2 separate regions of the Rattus norvegicus genome follow, and region 2 is linked to region 1. The links are chromatin contacts, called in public Hi-C maps. All regions are on one chromosome and are shown on one strand. Each heading gives the region's core, a stretch centred on a gene start, on an enhancer-like site or on the middle of the called end of the contact. The rest is flanking DNA. Distances are from core to core; before and after follow the strand shown.

Evidence for each region. A called contact is a pair of places that touch in the nucleus more often than the background predicts.
Region 2: a contact with region 1 is called in a Hi-C map of prefrontal cortex, with 2.9 times the contacts expected there. The contact joins two enhancer-like sites. A contact is called at or near these places in 2 of 12 Hi-C or Micro-C datasets (frontal cortex and prefrontal cortex).

Annotation. Positions count from the first base shown.
Region 1 is chr2:43,938,866-43,944,294 of GRCr8, reverse strand. No RefSeq gene overlaps it. Among named protein-coding and RNA genes, the nearest start is that of Plk2, 240 kb to the right of the region's middle. Within about 2 kb of position 4,149, at least 41 of the 93 cell types and tissues checked have an H3K27ac peak or open chromatin away from gene starts, as enhancers often do. A contact at or near this core is called in prefrontal cortex, where this site is marked.
Region 2 is chr2:44,066,687-44,071,871 of GRCr8, reverse strand. No RefSeq gene overlaps it. Among named protein-coding and RNA genes, the nearest start is that of Plk2, 370 kb to the right of the region's middle. Within about 2 kb of position 1,556, at least 7 of the 93 cell types and tissues checked have an H3K27ac peak or open chromatin away from gene starts, as enhancers often do. A contact at or near this core is called in prefrontal cortex, where this site is marked.

The DNA of each region.
Region 1 (5,429 bases), core at 2,900-5,399:
ATAGCTTCACATGTTGTGACAAACAAGGAAAGGGTGACTAAGGTGGTCATCACTTATCACTGGGACAGGCAGGGCCTGGGAGCCATCTCTTTCCATGATCCATTTCCGTACATGTTGTATGCACAAGCAGTGCCTTCTGTTGTCTCCCTTGAGTCACATGACAAATATTTTCTGAGGAAAGCATCGGTGAAAAGACCCAGAGGCATAAGAGTTCTGATTCAAGTCTCTCCACAGTAGGTTCAATTGCTAATATACAATGTACACCAGATTCTCCATACTGGCTGCATATTGACTGAACCACTGACCCCAAATTCTGACCCTGTCAGCATATGACCTCAGAAGTCAATTTGAACAAACTATAGAATTTTTATGAAAACTTCTTAATCTAGATAAAGTAGGCATTTGTAGCCAATAATACCCTGACTGGGATGGTTTGTTTCTTGTTTGTTGCACATGTGTTTTGAAACAGACCAATGTTATCTACTGGGGAAGAGGGAGTCACCCAAGTTATGCAGATAGACAGGGGCTCTACTATCTGAAGACGCCTCTCTCTTTCTGCTAATTCTTTTAGACTTTAAAAAACAAGGAGAAAAAAGAAAACACTGGAAATTTGATTTTGGATGTCTTACCGCTAGAACTCTTCCCACGGTGGCAATGGAGCTGTGGGGTACTGGCTCAGCTAGGAGCAGAGCAGAAATGCTTCTGCAAGGACACTCACCTTCTCCAGTAAGAATTTCCTTCTCATGAGGCACTTGGAAACACCTTCATCATGTGAAATGCTGATGTGTTGTGGGAAGTTTTCTTCAGAAGGGAAGGTCTTTAGAGTAGGCTAGTAGGGAGGAATGAGGGAGCCAAGAGACTATGCCTTGCCTATGGAAGGCACTTAGTTCACAGCTCGGGGCATCCTCTCCTGCCCAGGGTTCAGTGTGTGCATCTGAAAAATGAGGTGAGTATGAAGTAGTAGTGACATCCTAGCAGGCCTAGTTTCCTACATATATAAAGGATTTTTAAAATCATGCTCTTACTTCTTCATTGAAGATCTATTTGTACTTATTTTCTATTTGTTGAATATCTTACCTGCATGTGTATACATGTGTATATGTATACCCCATGAGTGCAGTACATGTGGATGCCAAAAGAAAGACTTGAATACCATGGGGTTGGAGTTACAAAGAGTTGTTAAATGCCAAGCTGGTGCTGGGAATGGAACCTGGGTCCATTCAACACAGAAGTATCTGAGCCATCTCTCTCCACTAAAGGATGGCTTGGTTTAATTATTCCTAATAAAGTTCACTAAATTTATAATCTGATTATTAAATGCATACAAATTAATTTAAGTCAATAAAAGAAATCTTATTTGATGAGATTGATGTTTTCTCTGATTTAAATATTACTCAGTATACAGTACATGGGAATGTGACTTCATAAACTCACAGACATGTATAACATGTATGTCCTTATTTCAAAAGATAAAAGTAAACTAAAAATGGAATTAAAACCTTATTCTAATTATAGAAACTTAATATCCAATGACTGACTGAATGATTTAGTCAAGGAGTTGACACAGGTTTTCTATAAAAAGGCCCTAGAGCACGCATTTCAAACATCACCTCAAAAGTCTTCACACATTATACACTACTAATTGTACTCTATGTGTGCATGTTTACAGAAAATTCGGTCAACAGACAGCAAACTATGATTACATAACTTTATCATGTCATAAAATATTTCACCTTGTTAAACTTTTCAACAGTTTAGTAGCATAGAAGAAATCTTATTTGCCATCCAATTAGCCATTGCGGGGGACTTACTTTTGAGCCTTGTTGAGTCCTCATCAGATCAAGTAAATGTACACTGATGAGGACTGTGAGGCTCATTGAAGAACCCTGCTTTAAAACCACAGAAAAGTTAGAGACAAGCTTGGGAGTTGGCTCAGCAGTTAAGAGCACTTTCTATCCTCACAGAGAATGGGTTCAGTTCCCAGCTCACAACCATCTGAAATTTCAGGTCCGGAGGACCTGATGCTGTTTTCTGGACTCCTTGGCAGCGAGATACACATGTAGTGCAACAACATACATAGAGCCAAAAACAAAAACAGAAAAGCTACACTATGCATACAATAAAAATAAATGTCTCTTTAAAAAGTTAGAAAAATTTCTTTCTTCTTCAAATCTGATATACTCTATAAAATATTAATCAGCTTTTAGAAAGAATAAAATCATGACACTTGCCAAAAACAATGGAATTAATTATATTAAGCAAAATAAACTAGACAGAAGTCAACGTTCTCTCACACGGCCTTTCATTAGCTTAAAAGAAAGTGAAAAGAAGGGGCCAACTTTGGAGGAGGGGTAGGGGAAGAAGAGGAGGAGGAAGAGGAGGGTTCAGTAGAGAGGGAAGGATTGGCTGCATCTTGTACATGTGTGCATCTTGTACATGTCTGGAAGTCATAGCCAAACCATTGCTCTACACAATAACAGAGAACGATGGTAGTGCTGATAAGGAACCTCCCTTCTCTGCCTGTACCTTCCCACTTTTCCACACGGCCTTTATTGTATAAGCCTTAAGAGGGATGAGGAGATGGATGCTCCTTCCGTTGACCCAGGACAGTTGCTCTAGAGAGAGGAGGAAAGCAGAACCCGGATGAGGCTGGAGGCAGAAACAGTCAGGAAAGTTCTGAAATGTCATATGACCTGTTAACTAAAGTTGTACAATTATTATTATTATTAACTTAATCTTCCACCCACATTTAAACAAGCAACTCTTATTAAACTCAGTGGGCTACATACAAAATGAGACATGTAGGCAAGAGGTTGACTGAAGAAGAAGGGTTGTAGATGGACTGTGAGGGCCATGGAACTGGGAAATAACAACAAAATGTAAATGTATGAAGAAGTTTTATATTTTATTTTATATTTTATTATATATAATCAATTATATTTAATTACACATTTTATATTATATATTCATAATATACTATATAAAACATATATCTAAATATGTGTTTAATTATATATTAATTATACATTAAAATAATATATTTTATATTTGATTATAAAATAAAATCTATATTTAAAAAAAGATTTTAAATCTATATTTAAAAGTATAACTTTCAAATTTGAAAGAGACTTTAGAGGTTATCCAATCTAGTCTGATTCTCTAATGAGGATTTTTTTTTTAGTTTCCTGAATAGATCCTGATTGTGAGAGAACCACCACTAAGACCCACTTGATCAGACCATTCTGTTACATTACCTTTTGTTACACATGAAAACCTTCCCAGGCCTGACAGAATCTCACTGAGGAATGCCCGGTGGCTCTCACCTTGGAGAAAGAATACTTTCCATTATCTGTGTGGGCTACATTTCTCTCCAGACCCTCCTAGCATCCTTGTAGCCATAGAGATAAAACTACTGGCATTTATATACAGCAATACCTAGCATCCCGGCATTGGTAGGTTCTCAATAAATGCATGATAATAGGTAGGAATAAGAGAAAGATAATTTGCATTTGTTTGGGATCCATGAATATGTTCATGCATATTCACTAATCAGGATGAGTTAGCCTTATATAACAGAGAACCCTAGTGTTTCCATGGTAATCTTCCATTTACCAGCAGCAATGGGTTGAATCCTCATCCCCCAAAACCTTCTAACAATTCTCCAAAGTTTAGTCTGCTACAATCTCTTTCTCCTCTGACCTAGAACCAGGGGCTTAGTTTAAGTGTCCAAACAGAATTGACAGAGGGCTGCCTTCCCCTTTCCACCTTACCTATACTTCTTCATTTCTTTTCCATGCTTCAATGTGTCACTGGCAACCTGTTAGTAATGCTGCAGGTGTCCTGGTTCTGAAGACACAGCAGCGTTTGGCCATGCACACAAGGAGTACATTCAGGGCCACCACTCTATATGACAGTTCAGACAAAGGGCATGGGACATGTGTCAGGGCAGCCATCTCTACTGATGCAGTCCACAGGAGCCTTTGTAATTGTGTCTGTGCAAAGAAACAGTTTGGCTGGCATCGAGCTTGCTATAATTCTCTGATCCTGTGTCAACCCCCCCACTTCTGCTCTCCCTCCTCCTCAGCAGCCTCCTCCTCCATGCCACTGGTGCATTCATGCGTCATTTGCAACCTCTCACCGTGGCTGGAACATCTCCGCGTCTATGAATAGATTTAACAGCCTCCTTCACGCTTCCTCTTAGGGCTGGACTGACTCAGCTACCCTGAGAACAGAGAGCACTTTGATTGACAGCCGGCTTTACCATCCTCTGTTTCCACAATGTGAGGCAGGAAAGAGAATATGGCTTACAAGAAACCCTCCCGAAATAATAAATCCAGCCCAGCGAAAGAACAGAGAAACAAAAAGAAACACTGTTCCAGCTAGGACGCCGGAGTAGGTGGTTGTAGATAAAATGATAATTTAGGATATGAAATTCACGATTTGAAAAAAAAAAGATTTGGCTTTGATCTAGAGATTAGAAATTGCTTCCCCTGAGAAAAGATACTTACAGATGCAATTTGCAAAGTAGCCAGGCAGAGGGAAACAGGATTCACAGCAGGCAAATCCAGGTCACCTGGGCTTACGTGATGAATACTTATTGTGTAGCACACTGAATTCACAGCTACTACCTTTAATTAGTAACAAGAACACAGTCAGTCATGGCAGCAGGCAGCTGCAGAACCTGCCGCTGGCCCTCAGAGGACCGGGACCATGTCTGGCTCTGGAGGACACAGCTGCTTTTCAAACCCTGAATGTGTGGGAACAAACCCGGCTTGAGATTTCTGTAGTCGGAAACCAACCAGGGAGGTTTTTCCAGAAAGAGATAAGTTCATGACTGTTTATTAATAGGACACTAGATTCACCCGATAGAAATGTTTGGTAGTGACTGCTTAATTGTTCTCAGGCAGTAATTACTGCAATTAAGAACCTGCAACATTGCAAAACCTCGTCTAGACTAGTATTAAAAAGAACCTGTTGGTGATTGCTTTTTGCTGGAGAGAACAGATAAACAGTGTACCTGTGAGTTGCACTCAAGTGTTTACAAGGAATCCATCCTCCGGGTCTTCTCCCCGACTAACAGCCTTGAACTTGAGGTATTCTGGGTAGCACAATCACCATGCAAGTGCATACAATGATCCCTTTATTAACCCATATCTCCAACATGTGCTACCTACCCTATTAAAAAATAAGGTGGCCATTCCCCCAGGAATGACTCCTAATAGTTTGGAAGCAAGTTGTTTCCTTCATCTGGAGATCCTACTTGGAAGCAAACTGAAATGAGAAAAGAGACAGTAGGGCTCAGAAGAATAGCAGGAAAGACCCTCATCTCCAAAGACAGTGCAAAGCCCAGCAAGCTCCCTGAGGAGGTGGTACCTCTTAAGAAGTCTCATCTGGGGGTTGGGGATTTAGCTCAGTGGTAGAGTGCTTGC
Region 2 (5,185 bases), core at 307-2,806, 130 kb before region 1:
CTCAGGGGAAAGGGGTATCTCAGCATGGGCCCACTGAGGTACCCCCTTTCCTCATACCTCCCCACACCTCCATAGAACATAATTCTTCCCTTTTTATCTTTTTATAAACACATCAGTCTGAACTACCCTTCTCATTTGCTTTGTTCTAAAAGCCAAAGATTCCTGGCATGATTTGACACAGTATACTGTCACAAGGTTTCATGAACAGAAGAACATGGTAAGTTTCTGTCTATTGGATCCAAAATCTACTGTAAGAATAATTTTAAAAAGTAAGTCTCTAAACACCATAAGGGTGCTCTGAGGGTTAACTCTAGTGATTTGATTATGGCACCTTCTTAAAATCTGTTCTGACAGCGGCTCAGCTAACTAGCATTTGAAGAGGGTTGCTTTAGCCGAAGGACTGGTGCATAAACAGACACAGGCTTTTTTCATGTCAAATCTATAGCTAGCTATTGCTGCAACAATTTGTCTAGCCTCACAAAGTGTTTCCCAACCTGTGGTATATTATCTAAATTTGGAAGCGGGACTATAATTATACCTGTGGGTCACCTACCTTCTCTCCTGAGGTTTTCTGAAGATGACTGGGTTAACCACAAAACCAAACAAAACCACAAAAATACTTTTCTAAGAAAAACATTTTCTCTCCTTCCCAAACCAATTTGGTTATTTTAGATTAGTGAAAAATAGTAAGAGCATTCCATGGTTGGCTTTAGATCAAGGCTTAACCCCCAATGATCTATTTAAATAAGAGACTATGTGGCTCGTGGGATAAAATGTTTGCTACAGAAGATGAAAAGCATCTACATACTAAAAATATATTCACTTAATATATAAGATAGAAGTATCTTAAATACATACATATACAGAATAAATATAAATCTTGAAAGCTTGTTTGGTAAGCACTGGTTATAGCATGTTTGTTATGTAGAAAAAGAAATCTCAGGTTAATCATCTGCATAAAGATTTGACAAGGTAAAATTATATGTGTCGTTTATGTAAGATGTCACTTGGAGCAATTTCTTTTCAAATCTTCACCTTTCAGGTAGAAAAAAAAAAACTGTTCAGTTCCTAAGACCCAATGGCATGATCTCCCACTTGTTAGTGTTAAGCTCAAGCAACTTCGCTCACATTTATTCTTGGGAAAGGAGTTTGGAATGAAAAAAAAAGAAAAAATGGAATATAGGGCCAAAGCAAAACATAGGTGTGAGGTACTAAGAAACAAATCTGAGGATAGCCACAATCAAGGAAGAAATGGGTTTTGCTGAGCTGTGATACAACGGAATAACTGACATTATAAATTCTGTAGTTATCAGAGGTTGCATGGGTCCAAACAATGGAGGATTATGTGGTTTGAGCTTAGGGTTCTTAGCAGACAGTGACACATTTCAGAGTGACATCCTTCAAAAAGCTGATAGTGGGGTGCACTGTGGGAGCCCAGATGCAAAGGCCAGATGGAGCTATGAGCATAAGCGTTCAGTTTTGCCATATATAAACTGAGCCGTCAGATGTGAATAAGTTCTGAATGTTGTTTTCCTTCCAAGTAAAACTCAAGACTTGAGAATTTAATCTGCCGTCTCTGCTTTGAAAATGAAAGCCTACAGATTGCGAAGGCTGACTGGTGGCCCCTCTCTCTCTCTCTTTCTCTCTGCTTTCTTCTTTATATTCTTATGTAACAGCAAGCTCTTCCAAAAATAGATGATACAATTTTCACATCAAAGGTTCACGGCAAAATTCCTACAGATTTAAAGAATTTTCTTCCTTTGAGGAGAAACAACATTGCCAGTGGCTGTTCTCCAACAATAAAATTTGTTCATGAGTCCTTGGTGATACAATGGACACAATGAGGAAAGGAATATGTTCAGAGGCAACAGATGCTCAAGAAAACCTCGGATTTAGTCTGCACATTCAGCAGCATGGCGCCGTGCTTTAGAAACCTGAAATATAAAAGCATCCATCTATTCAGACATTCATTCATTTAACCACTTTTACTGCATAAAGATTGCATGCCAAACACAGTGTCAAGACCTAAGAATGTGTTTTCATCAGGTTTTCTTGCACAAAACATCATGACTAAGAAGTAAGTTGGAGAGGAAAGAGTTCATTCTGCTTACATTTCCACATTGCTGTTCATCACCAAAGGAAATCAGGACTGGAACTCAAACAGGTCAGGAAACAGGAGCTGATGCAGAGGACATGGAGGGATGCTGCTTCCTGGCTTGCTCAGCTTGCTCTCTTATAGAACCCAAGATTAACAGCCAAGGGATGGCACCACCCACAAGGGACCTTCCCTTCTTGATCACTAATTGAGAAAATGCCTTACAGCTGGATCTCAATTCCTCAAGGGAGGCTCTGTTCTCTGTGATTAACTCCAGCTTGTGTCAAGTTGACAACAAAACCAGCCAGTACAGAATGCAAAATTAAAATAAATCATCGACATCCAAAAAGCTCTACTATAGTTGTTATAGGACAAGATATCTATTATTCCAGTACTGGAATATAATAAAAGCTATATCAGAAATACGTAGGATTTTAGTGAAGAGAGATTGGGCAGAAGCAATTAATAAGGAGATAGTGATATGAGAATTAGAGATTGGTGGAGAGAAAGGCATCGTAACATCTAAAATTATATCAAATGGGAGAGGAAAGGGGCAAGCTCTTAATGGAGTCCCTTGTTTTCCTCGAGGTAAAATTTTTTTTCTCCTTTTTGTCAAGCTTGAAAAGGTAGAGATCAAAATGAACTATGTCTTAATCTCTTTTCATAATCTCTAGTATCGGGTATTTTATGAAAATCTTTTATTGGAAGATCACCCAATGAAATAGCTACGATGAATTGTTGATGTTCTTGAGAGAAGTGATTAATGTATAGATCAGCCAGCTTGATGGTTTCTCTTAGATGGTTTCTTTCGAACTGTTCTAGTGCTCTGAGGAGATACCGTGACAAAGGCAGCTTACTGAAGAGACCATTTAATTGGAGACTTGCTTATAGTTTTGTGCTAGAGCAGTACCTAAGAGTTTACATCCATATCTGCAGGCAAGAGGTAGAAAGGACGAGATTGGGCTTTTGACACCCTCAGGGTCACCTCCTCCAACAAGATCACAACTCCTAATCCTTTGTAACAGTTCAACTAAGAACCAGATATTCAAATATATGAGCTTATGAGGACCACTCTCATCCAAACCACCACATTCCACTTGCTGACCCCCACAGCCTTGTAACCATATCATAATGCCAAATGCATTCAGTTCAACTTCAAAGACTGTTAAAATACCCAAAGTCCCTTCTGAGACAAGGCACTGTCTTAACTGCTACCCCTGTAAATTAGAAAATAAATAAATAAATAAATAAATAAATAAATAAAAACAAAAGAGCAAACGACAGATTCCAATAACAATGTCACAGAATATGCATTGCCATTTACAAATGCAGAAAAGGGAATATGATGAGAAAATACTGGACTAGAGTGAGATGAAAGGTCCAGTAGCACAAACTCTGAAGCTTGACTTAGATGCCTCGAATTCCTCCAGCTTTGTGGACTACAGCACACTTTTTCTCTCTCGGGCTTTTTCCACTTTCTGTCTGCAGTGTTCCTTGGCATGTATCCCAAGAGTACAGTACCTCCGACATCTTGGGGACTCTGCGGTCCAGGCATCACCTTCACAGCGTCACACAATGGCCTCTCTGGACCTCCATGGCAGCAGCACAGATGGCCTCAGCAGTTGTCTTTAACCTTCATGGAAGACTCTGCAACCCCTGTACTTCTGTACTTTTCTTGATGAGTCTAGAATCTTGAAGCTGCCAACTTCTTCTGCTGGCTTGGGATGGACTTTGCAGTTTGCAGGATTAGCTGGATGAGGACTTGCCCTAAGGGTACCACTCCCTTTATTCATTCCCTCAAGCTTGAACTCTTCTCTTTTGAACAGAAGGCTTAGATCCAACAGCGATGCTCCTTATCTCTGAAGCTGTATGTTTTGTATTTATTTTTAAATCTGCACAAAAGTGCTTACCAATAACTGTGTGACATATTCAGTACCAGGTTGTTTTGGAACCTCATCTGCTAATGATATTAGTACAATACTCTTCAATTTAGCCTCAGGGCAGAGTCTTAGGATAAGGGCACAAATCAGCTATAGTCTTTGCCAAAATATCACAAGAATGGTATCTAGGCCATTGGCTAATATTCTTTTCTTCTTAAACCTCTTCAGCTGGGCCTCCATAGTCCATCCTGCTGCCTTCTAAGCTTCTACTATAATGGCCAGTTCAGCCCCACTTACAGTGTTCAACTGCTTTCCTAATCTGATGTCCCATAGACACATTGCACCCATAAGCAGCATGCACAACAACAACCCAGTGCCTGGTACCATTTTTTGTGTTAGCTATTGTTCTATTGTGTGAGTAGGTGACATAGCAGAGCACTAGAAGAGAGCATTTAATTGGGACCTTTCTTATAGTTTCAAAAGAATGGTAGGGAACATGATGGCGGGCAGGCAGGCCTGTCACTCGAGCAATAGCTGAGAGCTTACACATTTTGATCTGTATAAAGAAAGGAGAGAGTGAGTGAGAGAGAGAGAGAGAGAGAGAGAGAGAGAGAGAGAGAGAGAGAGATCAAAACTGGATCCCGGAGACACCGCCGGAACCTGAAAGAAACAGACCGGATAAACAGTTCTCTGCACCCAAATCCCGTGGGAGGGAGAGCTAAACCTTCAGAGAGGCAGACAAGCCTGGGAAACCAGAAGAGACTGCTCCCTGCACACACATCTCGGACGCCAGAGGAAAAAGCCAAAGACCATCTGGAACCCTGGTGCACTGAAGCTCCCGGAAGGGGCGGCACAGGTCTCCCTGGTTGCTGCCGCTGCAGAGAGCCCCTGGGCAGCACCCCACGAGCGAACCTGAGCCTCGGGACCACAGGTAAGACCAAATTTTCTGCTGCAAGAAAGCTGCCTGGTGAGCTGGGGACACGGAAGCAGAATTTCTCTAGGAGGCACGGTCTGTGTTTACCGGAAGTCCCACACCCGCGGATCCCGGCCCGCAGCAGCTCTCTGCTCCCAGACCCGGTGAGAGAGAGACCCAACCGCCTGGTCAGGTGGGCACTCCTGAGGCTGCAGAGCGGAAGAGACCACCAACACTGCTCACCCCTGCCCACATCCCTGGCCCAAGAGGAAACTGTATAAGGCCTCTGGGCTCCCG